2 separate regions of the Canis lupus genome follow, and region 1 is linked to region 2. A link is a contact called in public Hi-C data. All regions are on one chromosome and are shown on one strand. Each heading gives the region's core, a stretch centred on a gene start, on an enhancer-like site or on the middle of the called end of the contact. The rest is flanking DNA. Distances are from core to core; before and after follow the strand shown.

Region 1 (4,545 bases), core at 1,333-3,832, 200 kb after region 2:
TAAGAAGTATACTCAGGGGTAAACTGAGGGTCACCTGACACCTCATTGACTCAGAATTGAAAGGAGACTTAGAAATCATTCATTCACTCATTTCTCTATTTGGTAAATATTTACTCACTGTATCCAGTGCACTACGGGGTGGGAGGAGGGCCCCACCTTCATGGAACCAACAGGCAGGTGGTAGAGGCAGTGAAAGGAGTCACAGGTAAAGAAGCAGGATGGTTAGGCTTGGATAAGATTACATGAAGGAGATAATCGTGGGGACACGAGAGGGGGCATCTTGGGGCGAGGGTACTGTGGTGCTCAGATGCCCTTCTGAGAAAGTCATTCGGTTTGAGCCTTTACCTGTTCTAGGAGTTCTCCCTACACATCCCCAACAGGTGCTCATCAGGACTTGACCTTCCTGCCTCCTGGCAGAGGTGACCCATCACCTCCTGGGAAAGTCCACCCCGCCCTGGGTCTACTGCTCTCATACAAAGCTCCTTCCTAGCATTGGACCCAAGTCCTCCTCTTGACCTGGTCCCTACCTGGCCTTAGCTACTTCCCCTATAGTTTGTTGCTCTGTGTAACTGTGGAGACAGCCAGTCTGAGTCTGTCCCCCAGGCTCGGATCATGCTGGGGATGCACCTCTGGGCCTCTCCAGGGGAGAGACGGGAGCCTGCGGGGAGGTGTGACCCCAGCCAGGAAGAGGTGCCTGGCACCCACCGACACTTGCGTGGCCCTGAGGCCAGTTCTGGGTCCCAGCAGGGTCCCCCCTCCCCATCCCTGCTGGAAAGGGTGAGAGGGAAAGAGCAAAGGGCTGGCGTCCCCATTTGAGACACTTGGGCCAGCTTTTGACACCGTGAAATGCCAACAGGGCAACGCACATAATTTGTTTTCCCTCTTGAAGTGGGGGGAAACCCCAGAGCCCAGCCTGTGCCGCGGGCAGCCCCCCGCGCTCTGAGAGACAGCTGCCGTGGCCCGGCGCCTGCCGCCTCGCGGTAGAGACGGTGGAGACGGCTCGGGTTTGGAGCGTGTGGACCTGATTTGTGACAACCTGCTGATGTTCTTCAGCAACGCGTCTACTCCTTCCACTCAATTAGACAGTTAAAAATTACTGATAAAGCACGAGGGATTTTTGTGAAGCTTTTCAAGAGACTTGAAACTGAAATTGAAGTCTGGTTAAAGACGAGAAAAGAAAACTCGAGTATCATTTCCTTCCTGTAATAGATTAGATTTGAACTTTTAAACTAAAGGAAACCAATTTGGTTTGTTTCTCCCGAAGCCTCCCTGCCCCCCCTTCCCGGGTGATGCCGAGGCAGTGAGAGCCCCTCCCCGGGGCGGCGGAAACCACTCCGGAGGGCAGCGGGTCGCGGGGCTGCCGCACAGGCCTGTGTGCCCTCCGGGCGGCGGGGCTGAGGACCTCCTCAGGGTTCTGGCGGGAGGTGAGGAGGACAGAGCCGGCAAGTGTTTAGGTGTTTAGGACACGGCCCATCACAGGGGAGGCCTCCATACACAGGTATCATTTCAGTTTCCCCACCCCTGGCAATGGGACACCTGCTCATTGAAACCCAAGTTTATTATTACTCACCCTGGGGGTGAGTGAGACCTTTTATAATATGGCCCTTTAAGAGAGGCACCTGGGGGACTCAAGGCTTGAGCATCTGCCTTCTGCTCAAGTCATGATCCTGGGGTCCTGGGATCGAGTCCCTCGTCGGGGTCCCCGCAGGGAGCCTGCTTCTCCCTCTGCCTGTGTCTCTGCCTCTCTCTGTGTCTCTCAGGAATAAATAAATAAAGTCTTAAAAAAAATCTGTTTGTGATTCCATTTATAACTCCGTCTCCCTGGAGGTCAGAAACCCAGTGTAAATATACATGCCAGAGGAGCAATGGACTCTTGGGCCAGTCTGCCCAGGAAGCTGCCGTGTCCCTCCTCTTGGCTAGCTCTATGCGCCTCCGCTCACCTGTGCCCTGACTCCCCGCCCCCGCCACCCGCCCCCAGCCTGGGGCCTTTGCTGGGGGGGAGACAGGGGTGGATCCTGGCCCAAGCAGGGACCGTGGATATGCAATAGGAACAGGGACATGGAGCATTAGTCAGATGATGGGGGGGTGTTTGCATAGAGGGGGTGCCGGAGTCCTGGGGGGGGTCTGGGGGGGTCCAGGTTTCTCACGGGGAACAGCGGGGCAGTGAACCAGCACAGGAAGCCGTCTGCCCAGAGAAGCAAACTGGGAAGCCCAGAAGCCCCACAAAGAAGAGAGGATGGCAGGAGTCTCCCCAGGGCCCATCTGGGAAAATCCCTATCCCCCTAGGCCCGTGGATGCCCCTGAGACTGAGGCTCCAGCCCCAGAATACCCCGCTCCTGTGTGACGTGGGCCACCCGAGGCGGTCGATGCTCTGAGCCTTGTGTCCCTTTGTCCTGGGGAAGGCCAGTGAAAGGGGACAGTACACTACTAGGTACTTAGCCTTGAGCGTCACCTGCGAACTGAGACGATGCCCAAGAGCTTCGTGGTGGCAGGTGCCAGGGCGTGGTGTTCAGGGGGACGGAGTCCAAAGCCTAGTCCCCGTTGCCCTTAGCCCGAGCACGTCACTGACCTTGAGTTTGTTGTGCATCTGCCATGGGGGTGTAGTAAGGACTGGAGATGACAGCAGACGCATCAGCAGCTGGTACCTGGTCAGTCCTTGCATTGGTTTATTTACAAGTGCATTAGGGTGACTTGTGCCCAGAGCTGTGAGGGGGAGAGGAAGGGAGGAGGATGGAGGATGGGGAGGGGGCTCACACATACACACATGTTCACACCGTTGCACACTCACACTTACACCCACAGGCATTCATTCATATCAGCATAAACACACACCCACCTGGTCCCTGCTGCACACCCCCCTTGCCCAATGGCACAAACCTGGCTATCCGAGGTGGGCATATTCTGGTGACCCCAAGTCCCCCACCTGCTGGATTATAAGGTGCCTCCAACACCTGTTTTCGAGGACTCAGGCCAGCCCAACGACAGGCTGCCCCACTGTTCCCGCACTGCAGTGCCCCTTGGAAAGTTCCAGGCTGCCCAGGGCCGCACAGCCCACCTTCTGTGAGCAGGAGTGGCACAGCACAGCTTCCTACCCCAGATCAAGGTGTACTGGTCATTTCTTGGCCGTGGTTTTATCCTCAGGAACTAAAGAGCTCCAGGAGGTGTCGTGTGCGGGTCCTAGGGCCCCACCTGCCCACTGCCAGTCATGGCCTTTTTGAAGCTGATGGGGGGGGGCAGCGGCTTCTCCCCAGGGACATCAGGGCTCCCTGCTGGGCCATCTCACCCACAGTGAGCCTCAGCCAAGGCCGCTCCTTCCCTGTGACCAGCTCCCGCCAGTGCAGCGGCCGCGGCGCAGTCATTCGGCTCAGAGCCCTGGACCCAGGCCACCCGGGGTGTGTGCTTCTGTGGACACTAATCACTTCCAGTTAAAGTCTTGATCTTTCTGGACAAACACCGTCCTTGTAAGGCTGGCTGGTCATTTCCGACGTCCTCCTATTTCACTGGGAAGCCAGCCCCCGCCTGCAATCCTGTCATGTGTCTGGTGTCCTGCGGCCCATTGCATAGACGGATCTGGCCCCGGGGGCCCTCATCCGCCTCAGCTCCGTGTCCTCATCTGGAGCAAGTTCTCCGCCCTCACCCCTGCAGCTGGAGTGCCCATGGCCATCGTTGACCACGGCCAGCCCTCGGGTGTTGCTGGGACCCCTGCTCTCCCCTGAGCCTCCATCTGCTCCAAGCACCATCCCCCAGGTGCCCTTACCCAGCCTCGAGGACGAGACCCCTAATCTCCACCCTCATGTCCTCGGGGCCTGGCTCAGCGGCCAGAAGTGGTCTCCACCTAATGCAGGCTGGTCCCCTCTTTCTCTCTCTCTCTCTCTTTTTGATAAGTCAGCTATTTATTTATTTATTTATTTATTTATTTATTTATTTATTTAACTGTTTAAGTTTGGAAGCTGTCAGAGACTCACAGAGAAGCTGGTGAGATCGTGTGGGGGAAATGCCAGAGGGCTTCCCCTGTTCTCAACATCTCTGTCACCATCACAGGAGGGGTGGGCGGCAGAGCGACAACCATCCAAACTGAGAAACTGACTTTAGGAAAACACGTCAACCACCTGGGCCCTTTCCTCTCCAGGGCCCTTTCCTCTCCAGGGCCCACATTGTGTGTCACCATCACCTCTTTGGACTCCTCCAGCCAGGGCGGGAGGCTCCTGAGAGTGTCCCGTCCCTTTGGGAGGTTGTGGGTCAGGGATCGTGCTCATCAGCCTGCTTGTCTGTGTTCTCCCTGTTAGACTAGACGGTGGCACAGGAGTCGCATGTTGTCCCGGTTGCTCCTCTTGTTTCAGGTCCAGCATAGCTCAGCTCAGCGCCCCTATGGTCTTTAACAATCATGGATTGTCTTGCATTAATTTCAATTTTTAAAATATTGCATTAAAGTTTTATTTGTCTGATCACTGTTTTGTTAGCTCCTTGCAAGGCGATGGCCTCCCTCACCGCCGCTTCCCCTGCCACCAGGCCAGCCTAGGATCTGAAGATGGGAGTTAGAGGCAC
Region 2 (4,869 bases), core at 1,924-4,423:
TCCCATAAGGTCGTTTGTAAGCTCCTGACTCACTCTGGGGATGAGCATGTGTGGCTCTGATACTAAACAGCATATCAGACACTGAGAATTTGAACCAAGAGATGGACCACTGCCCAGATCCGAAACTGGCCAGAGTCTTCACAAACATAGCAACACTGAAACCACAATCCACAGAAGGCTGGTTGGAATGTGTATCCTGAATACATTTAGCATTGACTGCTGAAACAAAAATGTCCAGGACAGAATTACTCAGCATATAAAGAACCCGACAATCTCAGCTTGCATGGGAGAAGACATTCAACAGATGCCATCTAAGATAATAGATGTTAGAATTATCTGAGACAGATTTTAAAGCTGCTGCTGTAAAAGTGCTCCCAAGAATTAAGGGTGAACCATTTCATTTTCCTGCTCTTCATGTGGTTAATGCAGGAGGGAATCCTGTTCTAGGTTTCTTGGGATGACTAGACACTTGACACCTGACCACAGATAGATGTGGTTGGTAGCAGTTTCTTAGTCATATGTCCTCCTATTCCAAAGTAGGAGGACACTGCAGACATCCACAGGGACCACATAGAGGGTGTGATCTGGAGCAGAGTGATCCAGCATGACCGTGAGTGAGAGGCAAGCTTTAGAGTGACAGGAGGGTGGGCTGCCCCCTGGGTCCCACAGGAGAATGTAATGGACTTGTTTGTTTTTGTTTTTTTTGTTGTTGTTGTTTTCTCTTTAATTTTTTTTTTTTTTTTTTTTTTTATCTCAGGAGCCTGAGATATCAAAAGTTGCATGCTCTACCAACTGAGCCAACCAGGTGCCCTGATGGGCTTATTTCAATAATTCTACATTCTGACCCTGGAGAACCCACTCCTCAGAGATATGTAGGAGCCCTGCCTGGTCTCTTCAGTGAGGAGGGTTGTTTGTCTAGGGGACTTATCCCTGCCAACAGAGAGGGGAGGGGAGCTTGTGGTCAGGCCATTTGTGGTTCACCTGGTTTCCCTAGATGTTAGAAAGCATGTGATATTGGGCCTTAATTTCAGGCCTTCACTGTGTGAACAAATGGAAACATAGCACTTTAAGTGTATCCCACTTTAGGACTGGAAAATATATTAGCCAAAATAAGAAGCAGGATGGATGGACTAAAGACAGAATAAAGATGACAGAAGAAAGAGAGAGTGAACTTGAGAATGGATCACTAGCAACTATTTTGTCTGAATAACAGAGAAACCAGCCTGAGTGAATGAACTGAACCTCAGGGACCTATGGGACGAGACTGAAGTGTTTAGCATTTGTGTCAGAAGGATATCAAAAGGAAAAGAGAAAGTGTGGTTCGGAAAAAAGAAGTATTTGGAGGAATAATGGATGAAGACTTTGTAAATATGGTGAGAGACGTAAACAGAAGGATTTCAGAAGCTGAGGAAGCCCACACAAGATAATCCCAAAAAGATCCATGACCAGGCACATCAGACACTGCTTGAAACCACAAACCCAAGACCACCCAACCAACAAAAAAATCCCTTGAAAGTCAGAGGAAAATAACACATTGTTTATAGGGAGACAATGACTTGAATGAATTAATTTCTCATCAGAAGCAAGGAAATCCAGAAATAAGTGGAACAACATTACTAAAGGATGAAAAGAAAGACTTGTCAACTGAGAAACTTCTGTATTTGGAGAAAATGTCCTTTAAGAATGAAAGAAATGAGGACATGCTTGGATTAAGGAAAACCAAGAGAATTTGTTTCCTGCAGATCCAGTGTGGTATTGGTGAAAGGATAAACCTGTTGATCAGTGAACATAACAGAACCTGGAAGTAGACCCATCCAGTGTGGCCAGAAGGTATTTGACATAGGAGCACAGATAATTCGGGGCAGAAAGTGTGATACTAGAAAAGTTGCATATCCATATGCAAGAAGTAAAGTAAAAAAAAAAGAAAAAAAAAAAAAGAACTTTGACCTAAATCTCACTGTACAGAAATCAACTCAAAATCATGTCTTAAATATAAAATGTAAAAGCATACAAATCTTACTCCTGGAGTTTGACCCCTCAGGTTGCTAGGCACTCAGTGAACATTACTAAATGTGTGAGCTACAGTTCTGGGGAGGAGGTAGACTGAAATTAACATCCAAGAGTGGTTACACATAGTGAGTTGGAGAATTACTATTACAGGAATATTTCATTTCCTTCAACTCCATGTATTACTTTAATAAAATTGTTTTTTTTTGTCTTATATGTCCGAATTATATAAGTAAAGATATAGAATTAATCAGCGATTTTGATTCTAAGTAATTTCCTGCTTCTGACCTCAGAGTGATGTTAGTGCCTATTGTTCTCATCTTTGTTTTATTTTTTCTTGTATTTTTAAATAAGTAGTAACTTGGTATTTTAGGAAACCAGATTACTCATTTTGTAAGCAGCATGTTACTTTCCTGTTGTCTAACTATAATAAAGCTTCCTTTGCATCTGAATATTCTGTTATGTTTATGTATCAAGTTAAGTAAGTAGCTTTTAAGGATCACATTTAAACTGTAGAGAGCAGATGTCCAAGAGCAATTAAATACAATATGTAAGATGTTCATAAAGGATGAGAAGTTAATTCTGCCTGTGTAAATTAGGAAGAGTGGCAGTCCATTTCTCCCATCTTTTAAAAGTAAAACAATTTTCTTTTCACAAAATACCCATTTTGGTAACTGGTTTTTGAATCTCTAAAGCCTGTAGTGTGCAATCGAAGGTGTAAGCCATTTGGACGCACCCTTGGTGCGAGTCCCGGAGCATTTTCTCTTTCAGCAGACATGTCTGCTGTCTTAACAATAAGAACACTTACTGGGAACCGTGGAGTCAAGATGTCATTCTTTTTACTTATGTGCTCAGAGCACATTTATTCACTCATTGATGGCATTCTTTTTTTTTTTTTAATGATTTTATTTATTTGAGAGACCATGTGAGAGTGAGAGAGAAAACGAACAAGCAGGAGAAGGGGCAGAGGGAGAGGGAGAAACAGATTGCCCGCCAAGCAGGGAGGTCGATGCTGGACTGGATCCCAGGACCTTGAGATCGTGACCTGACCTGAAGGCAGACAACTGACTGAGCCCCCCAGGTACCCCTATCAATCAGTGACATTCTTGGTTGAATGGTGAGCAGCCGTCCCTACCAGTAGGCAGAGTCATGGATCAAGGGAGAAGCCCTGGGCTGAGCCTCCCTCACTACATTGTATTTCATTAGGCAAGTTTCCTTCTGAACTTTGTATCTCAGTTTCTTCTGTTGTGAAATGAAAATAATGACAACTGTACCACATGACTGTTGTGAGATAGTCGGTGAGGAAGGTCTGTGTGGACATGACATGACACTGTCCAGCACGTTGGTGGTACTGACGCGCACTCTGTTGTGATTTGTGTTGTTCCTGAGACGTGGTTTATTGTAATGTGTCTTCTTTTTACGGTACCTTTAACAGCTGCTCTATGTTATAATTGATGTACAATAAAATGCGTGTTTTTTTAGGAAAAAAAATTTGGTGAGCTTTGACATGTCTATACCTGTGAAACCTTAAACAGCCTGTATAATGGATATATCTTCACCCCCAAAAGCTTTTTCATGCAACCACTGAACCACACTGTCACTCTAGATTAGTTTTCATTTTCTAGAACTGTGCATAAATGTTCTGTGTAATTTTTCCTTTGCCTGGCTTCTGTATTCAGTATAATTATTTTGATATTTATTTATTTTGTAGTGAATTTCAGTACTTCCTTTTTATGGCTGAATACTATTACATTGTATGGGTATGCCAGAATTTGATAATCTGTTGGTATTTGGATAGATACTTGGCTTATTTCTGGTTTTGGGGGACTTAGGAGTGAAGCTGCTGTACATATTTGCATAGAAGCCTTGGCGTGGACATATGCTTTCAGTTACCTTGGGTAAATGGTTAGGACTGGAATGGCTTCATATGATAAGTATCTATGTACATTTTTTGTTAAACGGCCAAACTGATGTCCCATTGGCTGGACCAGCATATATGAGTTCCCACCAGAAGTAATGAGAATTCCTTTTTCTTTTGCATCTTCACCAAAGGCTTGGCACAATCTTGTGGATGTGATTTGCAGTTCCTTAATGTCTAATGATCTCATGTGCTCACTTGACATCTCTGTTTCTTCTTTTGTGATGTATCTCTTCAGATCCTTTACACATTTTTAAAAAAGATTTTTATTTATTTGAGAAAGAGAGAGAGCAAGCATGGGGAGGGGTAGGGACAGGCACACTCTGCACTAAGTGTGGAGCCTGATATAGGGCTGGATTTCAGGACCCTGATATTATGATCGGAGCTGAAATCAAAAGTTGGACACTTAAACTACTGAGCCACCCAGGCACCCCTCTTTTACCCATTTTTAATTGGGTTGTTTTATTACTGAGTTTAGAATTTTTATTATTGTGTTTTTTACTATTATTATAGATACAAGACCTTTTTCTGATGTATGCTTTGCAAATATTTTCTTTCCATCTGTGAATTGACTTCTTATTCTCAGCAGTTCTTTGAAAGAACAAAATTTTAATATTGATGAAGTTTAGTTTATCAGCTTGTTCTTTCATGGATTGTGACTTTGGTGTGTGTACAGAATCTTCCCCTAAACCAGAGTCACACATGATTTTCTTCTAAGTTTTGTTCCAGAACTTCCATAGTTTTGGTTTACTCTTAGGTCAGTGATCCATTTTGTGTGTAACGTGATGTATGGACTCATAAACGTTTGTACATAGATATCTGATTGTCCAGGCACCATTTGTTGAAAAGAATGTCCTTCCCTCTTATTTACCTTTGCACCTTTGTCAGAAATGAAATGTTCATGTATGTGTAGGCTTATATCTGGAGTGTTTTCTGTTCCATTA

What was found. A called contact is a pair of places that touch in the nucleus more often than the background predicts.
Region 1: a contact with region 2 is called in a Hi-C map of liver, with 3 times the contacts expected there. The contact joins two enhancer-like sites. A contact is called at or near these places in 2 of 9 Hi-C or Micro-C datasets (amygdala and liver).

What each region holds. Positions count from the first base shown.
Region 1 is chr1:96,527,554-96,532,098 of UU_Cfam_GSD_1.0, forward strand. No RefSeq gene overlaps it. Among named protein-coding and RNA genes, the nearest start is that of SYK, 170 kb to the right of the region's middle. Within about 2 kb of position 2,583, at least 1 of the 20 cell types and tissues checked has an H3K27ac peak or open chromatin away from gene starts, as enhancers often do. A contact at or near this core is called in liver, where this site is marked.
Region 2 is chr1:96,331,663-96,336,531 of UU_Cfam_GSD_1.0, forward strand. The region is part of intron 6 of AUH (methylglutaconyl-CoA hydratase, mitochondrial); the gene reads left to right. Among named protein-coding and RNA genes, the nearest start is that of AUH, 74 kb to the left of the region's middle. Within about 2 kb of position 3,174, at least 1 of the 20 cell types and tissues checked has an H3K27ac peak or open chromatin away from gene starts, as enhancers often do. A contact at or near this core is called in liver, where this site is marked.